Regions from separate parts of the Macaca mulatta genome. Here all the other regions are linked to region 2. The links are chromatin contacts, called in public Hi-C maps. All regions are on one chromosome and are shown on one strand. Each heading gives the region's core, a stretch centred on a gene start, on an enhancer-like site or on the middle of the called end of the contact. The rest is flanking DNA. Distances are from core to core; before and after follow the strand shown. Region 1 overlaps LOC114672784 (a long non-coding RNA gene). Region 2 holds the start of LOC697790 (microtubule-associated protein 1 light chain 3 beta). Region 3 holds the start of RRAGA (Ras related GTP binding A).

Region 1 (4,078 bases), core at 895-3,394, 450 kb before region 2:
TTATCTTCCTTTATTCACCCTGGGCCCAACCTTAGGAAATTGACATCTGCAGGCAATGAAAGGTATTTATTTTGAGCCACAAGACATGGGATCCTTATTTGCTCTTAAGGAGGAGTCACACCTTCATGGGGTCCTTACTGGCTCTTGAGGAGGAGCCACACCCTCATGGGGTCCTTACTGGCTCTTGAGGAGGAGCCACACCCTCATGGGGTCCTTACTGGCTCTTGAGGAGGAGCCACACCCTCATGGGGTCCTTATTGGCTCTCAAGGAGGAGCCACACCGTCAGTGGCTTGTGTTGGGAAGATGTCTGGAAGCCCTGATCCCACTGATGGACACAGCTGACTAGATCAGTGATGGAAACCTGACCAAGATGACATTCTAGAAGCCACAAGGGGTATAAACCAAGAAACGGGAGAAGCAGGGAATAAGGTAACTAGTAACTGCAGGAGAAATGGGGTGGCGGACTCCCCCAAAAGCAGCCATAATGGTAGAGTTCTAGCAAAGAGAAACACTGATATCTGAGGCTGGGGATGACACATCTTAAATTGCACAACCACCCTAAACAAGCTGTCACAGCTCAGCTGACTGAGAAGGACATCCTGGCCACTCTCATTTTTGTTTTCCTTACTCCTCTGCAAATAGTTTGATAGTAACACCCATTGCCTGAACCAACTGGGTATATATATCCATGTTCCTTAAAGGGATTGCACAGCCAGCTGCTCTGCTCCCTCTCAGGCATGACGGTGGCACAACGGAGTGAATACAGTGTAATTTCTGTTTGTTCATCACCCTTGCTACCCACTTCCATTTAGAAATGATCTAACTCTCTGTAATCCCAGCACTTTGAGAGGCTGAGGCGGGTGGATCACCTGAGGTCAGGAGTTCGAGACCAGGCTGGTGAAACCCCGTCTCAATTAAAAATACAAAAATTAGCCAGGCATGGTGGCGCATGCCTGTAATCCCAGCTACTCGGGAGTCTGAGGCAGGAGAATCACTTGAACCCGGGAGGCAGAGGTTGCAGTGAGCCGAGATTGCGCCATTGCACTCCAGCCTGGGCAACAAGAACAAACTCTGTCTCAAAAAAGAAAAAAAGTAAAAAGAAAGAAATGATCCGACTCTCTATGTATTTGTCTTTGTTGGGGGATGTTTGGCAGATTGCATTCTCCAAAGGTGACAACAACCATATCCCCATTTCACATGTTCTTCTACAATGTGACCTTGTCATTCCTCCATGAATGGGGTGGGCTTGTGACTGCTTCAACCAAGAGGACAGCAGAACTGCTGCAATGTGGCTTCCAAGGTGGGCTAATAAATGACAAAGGACTGCTTCTTGATGTGTGGCTGGGTAGGTAGGGAGGGGAACGAGCCAGGTCAGGAAAGATCCCAGGGCACAGGGATGGCTGCTTTTCCTCATCATGGCTAGGACAACATGCCTCCTCCATTTTAAGATGCTGTGTATTTGAAAAGTATTATCAATTCAATGAAGACTTTAAGGGAACAGAGTCCCACCACCTCAATGTTAAACGTGTCATCTATTATGTGATACATTAAAGGAAACATTAAAATATGAAAGAAATTCATGAAATGCAGGAAAGTATGGTAACTCTTTGGGTGTCCTTGGACATCTTTCCGTACATTCTAAGAGTCTAAAGGATGGAAGGCTTCTAGGCCTTATAAACCTTGACCTCCCTAGTGTGTGCCAGCCGTGCCAATTTATCCACTAGGCACAGTGTGGAGGGCCCACAATACTTTTAAGGTCCCAGAAAAATGTCTTTATTTCTTTTAACAATTTTTTAAAAACCAGTAGGTTAAATTAAATGTTATAAATGTAAATATATACTACTTAATATGCAATATATAACAGGAATATATTCATCTTTAGGCCAACACTCATAAAATACAATTTTTAATATTTAAGATATTTCATGTCTTTATAAATATTTAAAAGTTAATATCTAATATGTTTTATGGAGAAAAATCCTCATGCATTCAAGTTGTCTTTGATCACCTGAGACTCAGACATGTACAAGCTTCTCTTTTACCCTCTCAATATCCAGATCTCAAGGAGCCTCTAGGAATGAATCCCAGGAGGGATTTTGTCCTTTCAGCACTTCCATATTTGGAGTCTAGGTGGCCCCATTGCTCTAGAGTTAGCTGTGTGATGGGCTGTGATTTACAGTGACTGCTAGGATGCTCGCCAATGCCTCCTGTGAAGCAGGCAGAGGTTACTGCTTTCAGTAGAGATAGTTCAATGTGCACAGCTGGGAGGAGGCCTGGGATTTTTCATAGCTGTCATTCTTTTAAACCCTCAGTCCCCAAGGATAATCCCATGGAAGGTAAAACCTGGCCATTTTCAACTCTGCTTAAATTATTGAGCATGCTGGGCATAAAAAATTTAAATGTCTAGGAAAATAAATAAGGTGCATAAAAAGATTTTATTGCCTGTCTCCAAATCAGAGAAGAACACTAAATGGCTGCTTTTTAAAAACATCATAGGAAGTTCCTGCAATTTGGTATGAGATCTCTTGGCTCCCCTGAAAATCATGGACTCAAATACTTAGGGATGGACTATCAGAAAAAATAGAATTCCCTGAAGCTATTTCATGCTTAGCGAGATGGCTTGTGGAATTTTTGAGTGAAAGAATACATTTTCCACTTTTAGAGTCTTTAGGCTAGTCTTTTAGACTGGATGGTTGCTCATGAAACAATGGGAACAGGCTGATGCATCAAACTTTAGTTTCTCTAGCTGCTTGGAGAAGGACATACATGCAAACATGTATGAACAGAAGTAAATGAATCAAGGTACATTTTCAGAGCATAAAAACCCACTCATAGGATTCTTGGGAAGGAGTGTCATTTCTTCTATTTCTGCTTTTAATTTGTCTTACATCAATAGAGACTTCTTAACCCTTTTCTCCTCTCTTGGCCACTTTGAAAAGTGATTTGCTCCTATCACATTAAATTCAACTTTCATGTAAGTAATAGATATGCTTTTTGTATTGTGAGTGGCCAGCAGGGCTTGGAGTCACTTTTTTGTGAAAGGAGGTGAAAAGAGACCTTGTACCATAGAGTTCCCTGATGAAATGCATGGTTAGATGTTGCGTTCTCTCTAGGAAAATATAAGACTCCCTCAGCTAAACTTTACAGGGAAGGAATTTAAATGCTCCCCCAAAATCATGATGAATATATTTTTCTCTGTATGCATGGAAAATGAGGCTTTATTTTTTTGATCGAGGTGAGATTATTCAATATTGCATATTGTACATGGCATGGTAAGTTCTAAATTCTTTTTTTTTTCTTTTTTTTTTTTTTTTTTTTTGAGATGGAGTCTCACTCTGTCGCCCAGGCTGGAGTGCAGTGGTGTGATCCCCGTTCACTGCAAGTTCCACCTCCCGGGTTCACGCCGTTCTCCTGCCTCAGCCTCCCAAGTAGGGACTCAGGCACCCGCCACCATGCCCAGCTAATTTATTGTATTTTTAGTAGAGACGAGGTTTCACCGTGTTAGCCAGGATGGTCTCGATCTCCTGACCTCGTGATCCGCCCACCTCAGCCTCCCAAAGTGCTGGGATTTCAGGCTTGAGCCACCACGCCCAGCCATGTAAGTTCTAAATTCTTAGTGAAGATGATAAAACTATAGAAAGGTCATTAAATGAAATGTTATCAAATAAAGATGAGGAGAAGACAGGTAAATGGTAACCATTTACCACAGGTGAACTGTTGGTGGTAGGTTGATGATTTACATTGGAACACCCGCCTGCCATAATAATTATGAATAAATAGTACATGGCATGCGTCAACATTATTCTAAACTTGTTGCTTATATCGACTCAATCCTCACAACAACCCTATAAGGGTAGGTACTATGATTATCTTTATTTTATAGATGAGGGAACTGAGCGCCGAAAGATTAAATAACTTGCTCAGGGTCACAAACAAACAGGAGCAGATCTGGTTTGAACCTAGGCTGGCTTTAGACTGTATGATTTTGCACTCAGTCTTCTGCCTCTCAGATCCAGCTTCCGATCAATACACGTCGTGTAGGTTGTATAGGTCGGTCATTCCTAGAACTCACTGCTC
Region 2 (3,586 bases), core at 177-2,676:
GAGAGGCTGTCCATGGAGCAGAAAAAGCCCTAGGCTGGAAGTCAGGAGACCTGGGCCTGGTCTTACTTCTACCTCATAAAAGCTGCGTAGCCCTGGAAGACATGCTTCAGGGCTCTGAATGTCAGTGTTCTCATCGTAAACACTTTTTTAACGGAAGGGGCAGGTGTTGAACTAGATATCCTCTCGGATCTCTTCCAACTTTCATTTTCTAACTGTTGGAAGAGAGAAACTGGGAGCAGAGCACAGCACTCCCGGCCAGGCCAGCAGCTACTTTCTCCCCAGCTCGCAGGCAGAAGCCAAGGCCACGGGAGGAAAGGAGGCCCCTGGCCCTTTCCTTGATTGAACCCAGGTTCTCCACTCCCGGAGTTGGCCTGTGACCCTTTCAATTTGGTGGGTGGAAGTCTCTGGTAAGAGGTTGTACAAGTCACAATCCAAGCCCTCTGGAAAAGACTGAGGCTTAACCCATAAGCAGCAATGGTAAAGGAAAGCTAAATCTCTAAATCAGTGGTTCTCAACCAAGGACAGCTCCCGGCTCGCAAGCAAGGACAGCTCCTGGCTCTCCTGGCCGGACATCTGACATTTGACAATGTTTGCGACACTTTGGGTTGTCACAACTGGAAGTGTAGGTGCTACTGGCGTTATACTGCTGAGCTCCTTCGCTCGCTCACTCTCTCATCCACACCCATATACCCACTCATACCCCAAGACACTTGTGTCTGTGGATGCTTGCCCCAGTTTCTCAGCAGCTCTGGTGGATCTGGGGTTAGGGATCTAGACTGTCAAGGGGGCAACCAAACTGAAACCTGGAGTGGAGTCACCTAGAGGCAGAACCTGGTTTTGTGGGTCTGAAACATACATACTTTCAGGGAATCTCATATAGATATATGCATGAACACAGCCTTGGGGTGGCAGAAGTGTTAGCGTTATCAGCTTTGGGATAAATCCATTCTCTGGAACCTTGGCTTTAAGGAGCTCCCGCAAAGCGCAGAGCTTTCTTCTGGGGGCGCGTTTCTGCAGCCCGGAGTCAGCACGGTCCGCTCGCCCGGAAACATCCCTGGCGGCGAGTACAGGCAGTACTCTCCTGCCTGTGTGGGAGGCAAAAGCCGCCCTGGCTGTCCACGCCGCAGCCCTGTGCCCCGCGCCCGCCAGCCCCCAGTCCCACAGTGACGCGCCTCCTACTCCCACAGCCCCGAGCCCCGCAGCCCCGCGCGCCTCAGCCCGCAGCGCTCTCGCCCGGCAGCACTGCCCCCTGGTGGGCGCCCCGAGCAGCGCCCGCCCGCTCCTCCGACACCCAGGCTGAGCTGCTCCCAGCCAGCTCCAGACACTGCACCCACCGGGCTCCGCTCCACACGCCCGCATCTCCCAACTGCCAGCCTTAGGACCAAGCAGAAGTGCATCCCTGACCTTCCTGTGGTCCCAGCGCACAATGGCCAAGACACCACAATCACAATGTATCTTGCAGGTCATAGCTCCCCTTTCTGATATTTTCAACTCATGGGTATGGCTCCTGCTGGCCTCCTTCACACTTGCTCTGCACAAAAATACACACACACTCACACGATCACACTTGCACACACACACACACACACTCCTCAGTACTACTGACATCCAACCAAGTGCCGTGGACAGAAGAGCCATCATCTGCCCAGCGGTCTGGCACCCTGGAGACCTTTCCCCTGGCCTAGTTCTCCCGGCTCCTCAGGTCTCAGTTTGGACGCCCCATTCCAATCCAGGAAGCCTTCCTTACCCGGGCAAGGTATTCTCACCACACCCCAAACCTCTTTTGCTCTAAGGCAGGGCGCCACATCCCAGGCCGCAGACCAGTACCTGTTTGTGGCCTGTTAGGAACCGGGCTGCACAGACGGAGATGAGCCGCGGGGTGAGGACGAGCATGACCGCCTGAGCTGCGCCTCCTGTCAGATCAGCAGTGGCATTCGATTCTCATAGGAGCGTGAACTCTGTTGTAAACTGCTTATGGGAGGGATCTAGGCTGCGTGTTCCTTATGAGAATCTAATGCCTGATGATCTGTCTCCATCTCCCATCATACCCAGATGTGACCACCTACTCGTAGGAAAACAAGCTCAGGGCTCCCACTGATTCCACATTACAGTGAGTTGTAATTATTTCATTATATATTACAATGTAATAATAATTATCATCCTTACATTACAATAATTATTTCATTATTCATTACAATGTAATAATAATAGAAATAAAGTGTACAATAAATGTAATGAGCTTGAACCATCTGAAACCATTCTCCACCCCACACCTCCAGCCCTTTCCAGTCTGTGGAAAAAAGTGTCTTCCATGAAACTGGTCCCTGGTGCCAAAAAGTTTGGCGATCGCTGCTCTACAGATTGATTGGTTGATAAATTGATGTTTGGATTCAGTCTCCCAGGCCCTGGGTTTGTCTCTGGGAATACAAAGATGAGGAGGCCATGTGGTGAAGGCAGGGAGATGCCAGACTGGATGGCCTTATCCCTCCAGACATCCTAAGATTTGGGAAGGGAACAGGTTTTCTTCCAAGTGAACCCCCAGGCCAGCTTCCTAAAACCCCCTCCTTCCTAGTTCAGCCCACATCACTCTCCTCCTTAGTGCTGCCTCCCTTCACTGCTTCTCGGGGTATTTTCCACAGCTGGTTGTAGATAGGGTACCCCTCCCTGCCTCGGAGGGAGAGCATGAAAAGGTATTACAGGAAATTTCACCAGGGACCATGGGAGAGAAAGAGGAAACCCTGGGTACATGTGTGCCAGCATGTGTCAGTGTGCACGTATGTGTGCATGCAAGGTGAATGCACACACGCGGGGGAGTCTAGAGGTTCCACAACACTAAATCCATTCTGGTGGTTTTAGCTAAAAGTGGGGAGGGGATTCCACATGCTTGGCACATGACAGTGTAGTGGTTCAAATAATGTTTCCCCAAAATTCACCTTCACCCAGAATCTCAGAATGTGACCTTATTTGGGAATGGGGTCTTTGCAGATGTCATTAGTTAAGGTCATACTGGATTAGGGTGGACCCTAAATTCAATGACTGATGTCTTTATAAGATAAAGGAGAAACTTAGACACAAGGTCACAGGGACACAAGGAAGAAGCCCCGTGACAATGGAGGGAGAGACACAGAGCAGATTCTCGCTCAGAGTCTCCAAAAGGAGCCAACCCTGCCCACACCTTGATTGTGGACTTCTGGCCTCCTGAACAGTGACAGAATAAATTTCTGATGTTTCAGGCCACTAAGTTTTGAGCTCATCTGTTACACAGCAATGGAGACAGGCCCAAAGGCCATGTGAAAGATCAGGAAGAACACACAAAGCTCTGAGAGACTCGAGTGAAGGGAATGAGGGGGAGATGCTCAAAACCAGAAAGACTGGCAAGGAAGGCAGGGACCAGATCGTGGAGGAGACTTCAGATCACACTCGGGGTCTCCAATAAGGTTTGCTTTGTTCTAGGAGCAATGGGGAGGAACTGGTGGGACCTGAGCAGGAAGGACACTGTCAGATTTCACTCTAGAAAGACAGCTCTGGCTCCAGCAGGAGGACAGATGGGCAATAGATGGTGGCACCTTCTCCAGGATAAGGAGAA
Region 3 (4,040 bases), core at 220-2,719, 420 kb after region 2:
GGGGAGAAAGATGAAAGGAGTAAGCAGCACACACTTCAAAGCCCACTTTTAAGCACACGACATTATGAATATTAAAAATAAAGGATGCAAACAAAAAAAGGCAATTCAGCATTTTCAGAAAGAGCATTTGGCAATATTCAACGCATAAGAAGACTGTGCTTGGGGCCATCCACTCTCTCCAGCTTCTCAAAGTGTTTCCGGGCATTGCGAATGTTGATCAGAGTGGCTGCAGAAGGGATCGACGGGTCTGACATGACCACCATCACGTACGTGTTTGAAGTGAAGATGTCGATGAAAGCAGCGAAGTTGGAATTCCTAACTTCCATGCTCTGGAAGGAAGCGGCCAATTTACTGCAGCTCAGCTTGAACTGTTTGATGATGTTGCTGATCTTCTCAAACCGGTGGACGTCGCGCTGCTCTTTGCACTGGTAGTGGGAAATAACCAAGAACGTAGCTCTTTCGAACAGGAGAACTTCATCGGCCTCAATGATTTGGGCAAAATTCCTGAGGTTCATCTCCAGCTGCTGAACGTTGGGAATCAGCTGGTAGACGATGCTGGACCAGGCTTTGTAGAGCGTCTCATCCCAGATGGACGTTCGAAAACAAGCACACTCCAGCGGGCGAGACAGACGCCTCAGGTCTTCCTCTCGCTCTTTAAAAATCAGGTCGCGCTGATCCTCCTGAACCAGATCCATTTTGTGCACCAGGCAGAAGATTTTGGCGTCGGGAGAGTTCTGGAGGATGGCCTCCAGACACGACTGGTAATAATGCATGTCCTTTTCCAGTTCGCGGCTCTCCACGTCAAACACGTAAATCAAAACTTCCACGTTACGGAAAATATTGTCTCGCTGGCTGGTGAAGTAATTTTCCATGAAGGTGTCCTGACCGCCACAGTCCCACAGGTTCAGCACCAGGTTCCCCAGGAATCGGACGTGGGAGTGCTCCACGTCAATGGTGGCCCCCAGGCGCCGGGTGTCGCGAGCAATATAATTGGCGAAGATAATCGACCTCATGCTGGTCTTCCCCGACCCGCTCTTCCCCATCAGCAGCACCTTTTTCTTCATGGCTGTATTTGGCATCACCCGCCGGGGCCGCCGCGGACTGGGCCTGAGGGCGCGGCCTACACGCAGCGCCGAGGGAGGGGTCCGGGGGCTGCCGGAGACTCGCAGGCGGTGCCTCGCTCCGCTCCGCCGCGCAGCTGGGCAGGCAGGAGAGGCGAGAGCGCGAACCCGGGGCTGGAGAGGCCGCAGCGGGGCTGGCTCTTCCTCAGAAGGGAGCGCCTGCGGCTGTCGGTAGCAACGGCTTGGGAGATGCGCTTGCCTTCCGGAGAGGGAACCGCTGCGTCCCCGCCACCACCCACTTCCGGCGGCGATCTCGCGAGAGCTCCGTCGCTCCGCCGCTCCTGCCCGACGAGCTTTGAAAAGCTGCTACTCTAATGAAACCCAACTCGGGCAGCGTGAGCCCTAAGATGGAAGGGAAGCCCAAGGACTGCGGTCTTTTGTTCTGTTGCAGCTGGGTTTGCGGTTGCTAGGGGTACGTGTATGGTTGGCAGGGGGAAATGCTGCCCTCTGGTGGCCAAAAAAAAGCCCCACCCACCACCACTACCGCAACTGGCTTTAGGAGCGAGGTGTGCTGGGCGGGTTTCCGCAGGGGCAGCCGACTGATGAAGTGGAGGGAAAGCCTAACTTCCCAGTCCGCTTAGGCCTCCCCAGGTTCCCTGGCCCAGTGAGTACAGGGGCAGGGCAGATGGAGAATGTGCAGATGCGGAAAGTGAGACTTAGACAAGTTAAGCGATTGCCCACCGCTGCGCAGCTAGACGATAGCGAGTCCCTCTTGAGAGACATCCTGGCTTCCAGTTGGTGCTTTTAATTCCTTTCTCACATCTGCTTTTCCCGTAATCTCAGAGTTTAGAATTTATAATTAGAATTCCAAAGCTCGAGGAAACGATAATATGGAATCCCATGCATTAGTTCCATCCTCACAGTAACCCTGTGAATTAATAACCCTATTTTCAAGTGAGGGAATCAAAGGTTAGAGAGGTTAAGTCACTTGACCAAGTTACACATATACTAAATGATGAAATGGAATTTGGTTTTAGTCTGACTGCAGTCTATTTGCCTAACAATAGGCCACCCTGTGCCCCTCTAAAAGCATAATGTGATTCTGCTCTTAGTCTTCAAGTAGATAAGAGAATCAGTGTCCTCCAGTATCGTTCATACAGAATGAATGAGAGTCATCAGGATACTGAAGCCTCTATATCTACCTTAAAGTCCTTTTTTTTTCTTTTGAGATGGAGTCTTGCTCTGTTGCCCAGGCTGGAGTGCAGTGGTATGATCTCAGCTCATTGCAACCTCCGCCTCCTGGGTTCAAGCGATTCTCCTGCCTCAGCCCCCCAAATAGCTGGGATTATGGGCACCTGCCACCACCCCCGGCTAATTTTTGTATTTTTAGTAGCGACGGGGTTTCACCATGTTGGCTAGGCTGGTCTTGAACTCCTGACCTTAAGCGAGCCACCTGCCTCGGCCTCCCAAATTGCTGGGATTACAGGCATGAGCCACCGTGCCTGGCCTAAAGCCCTTTTCAAAGTGTATACTGTACTGTACAAATTCAGGTATTCCATTCTTTCATTTATTAAAAAAAATTCCTACTGTTAACATGTACAGTAGAAGTTCAAAAATGGCCTTTGCTGTAGTTTATGGAAATCATAGAGTGAAATTCCATAATACAATATAGTATGTGGAAAATCTCCTCTTAGTGTATTCAATTTCATCTCCTTGGTGATATCTCTTCTGGAGCCTTCTTATCTTTCACCACCATTCTGGGGTTTCCCTTCCCCATTCTTTCGAGTTGGGTATTCTTTTTCCTGATTTCACATCTTCTCATTTTTGGCTCATTTGGTGGAACACATGATCCAATAGCTTCCAGATAAAAAGTATGAGGAGAGTAAAAATTTCAAGACATTGGATGTCTGAAATTTTCTTTGTTTTTACCCTCACACTTGATTGGTTGGACATAATTTTTCCTTAGAGTCTTGGAGGCATTGCTCTGTTGCTCCATCATCTTTTAGCTGCCAGTAGTCTGATGCCTGCTTCTTGGTTTTGATCTATTCTTTCCTCTCTAAAAACATATTCAAAATTTCCTTATTCTAGTGTTCTGAAATTTAATGATAATTGGCATTGTTGAGCTCAAATTTGCATTGTGCTGGACCCTCCAATGTGTCTTTTAATTTGGAAACCATGCCATTGAATTCTGAACAATGTTCTTGAATTGTTTGATGATGTATTTCCTCTATTCTCTCATGTGAATATTCCTAAGGTCTGGATATCACATTTTATGGAGTCTCCTCTAATGTATTCTTTCTTTTCTTTCTTTTTTTTTTTTTTCTTGGAGACAGAATCTCACTCTGTTGCCCAGGCTAGAGTGTAGTGGCACGATCTTGGCTCACTGCAACCTCCACCTCCCGGGTTCAAGAGATTCTCCTGCCTCAGCCTCCCAAGTAGCTGGGACTACAGGCCTTCACCACCATGCCTGGCTAAGTTTTATACATTTTTTGTTTTTGTTTTTGTTTTGAGACGGAGTCTTGCTCAGTAGCCTAGACTGGAGTGCAGTGGCACTGTCTCGGCTTACTGCAATCTCCGCCTCCCAGGTTCAAGCCATTCTCCTGGCTCAGCCTCCCAAGTAACTGGGATTACAGAAGCCTGCCACTGCGCCTGGCTAATTTTTGAATTTTAATAGAAACGGGGTTTCACCACGTTGGCCAGGCTGGTCTCAAACTCCTGGTCTTAAGTGATCTGCCCGCCTCAGCTTCCCAAAGTGCTGATTACAGGCGTGTGCCACCGCGCCTGGCCTTCTTTTCTTTTTTAAAAAAATTTTAAAATTTATTTTTAGAGACAGGGTCTTTCTCTGTCAACCAGGCTGGAGTGCAGTGGTGAGATCATAGCTCACTGCAGCCTCCATCTCCTCGGCTCAAGGGATCCTCACATGCCAGCCTCCCAAGTAGGTAGGATTATAGGTGTGTGCCACTATGCCTATTTTTTTTT

The links. Hi-C and Micro-C count contacts between places; a contact is called where the count stands out from the background.
Region 1: a contact with region 2 is called in a Hi-C map of fetal cortex germinal zone, with 5 times the contacts expected there. The contact joins the enhancer-like site here to the promoter of LOC697790 in region 2. A contact is called at or near these places in 4 of 14 Hi-C or Micro-C datasets (blood, cortical neurons, fetal cortex germinal zone and 1 more).
Region 3: a Hi-C map of fetal cortex germinal zone shows a contact between it and region 2, with 4 times the contacts expected there. The contact joins the promoter of RRAGA here to the promoter of LOC697790 in region 2. A contact is called at or near these places in 2 of 14 Hi-C or Micro-C datasets (fetal cortex germinal zone and fetal cortical plate).

What each region holds. Positions count from the first base shown.
Region 1 is chr15:79,275,182-79,279,259 of T2T-MMU8v2.0, forward strand. The region is part of intron 1 of LOC114672784 (a long non-coding RNA gene); the gene reads right to left. Among named protein-coding and RNA genes, the nearest start is that of SLC24A2, 130 kb to the right of the region's middle. Within about 2 kb of position 2,145, at least 14 of the 40 cell types and tissues checked have an H3K27ac peak or open chromatin away from gene starts, as enhancers often do. A contact at or near this core is called in cortical neurons, fetal cortex germinal zone and fetal cortical plate, where this site is marked.
Region 2 is chr15:79,724,239-79,727,824 of T2T-MMU8v2.0, forward strand. It overlaps LOC697790 (microtubule-associated protein 1 light chain 3 beta), which reads left to right and starts at 1,427. Exons shown (of 2, transcript XM_077966414.1): 1 at 1,427-1,498. The coding sequence starts at 1,427.
Region 3 is chr15:80,147,656-80,151,695 of T2T-MMU8v2.0, forward strand. It overlaps RRAGA (Ras related GTP binding A), which reads right to left and starts at 1,470. Exons shown (of 1, transcript NM_001194800.2): 1 at 1-1,470. The coding sequence starts at 1,079. The coding sequence ends at 138. SAXO1 (stabilizer of axonemal microtubules 1) reads left to right here and starts at 1,161. Exons shown (of 5, transcript XM_077966040.1): 1 at 1,161-1,533.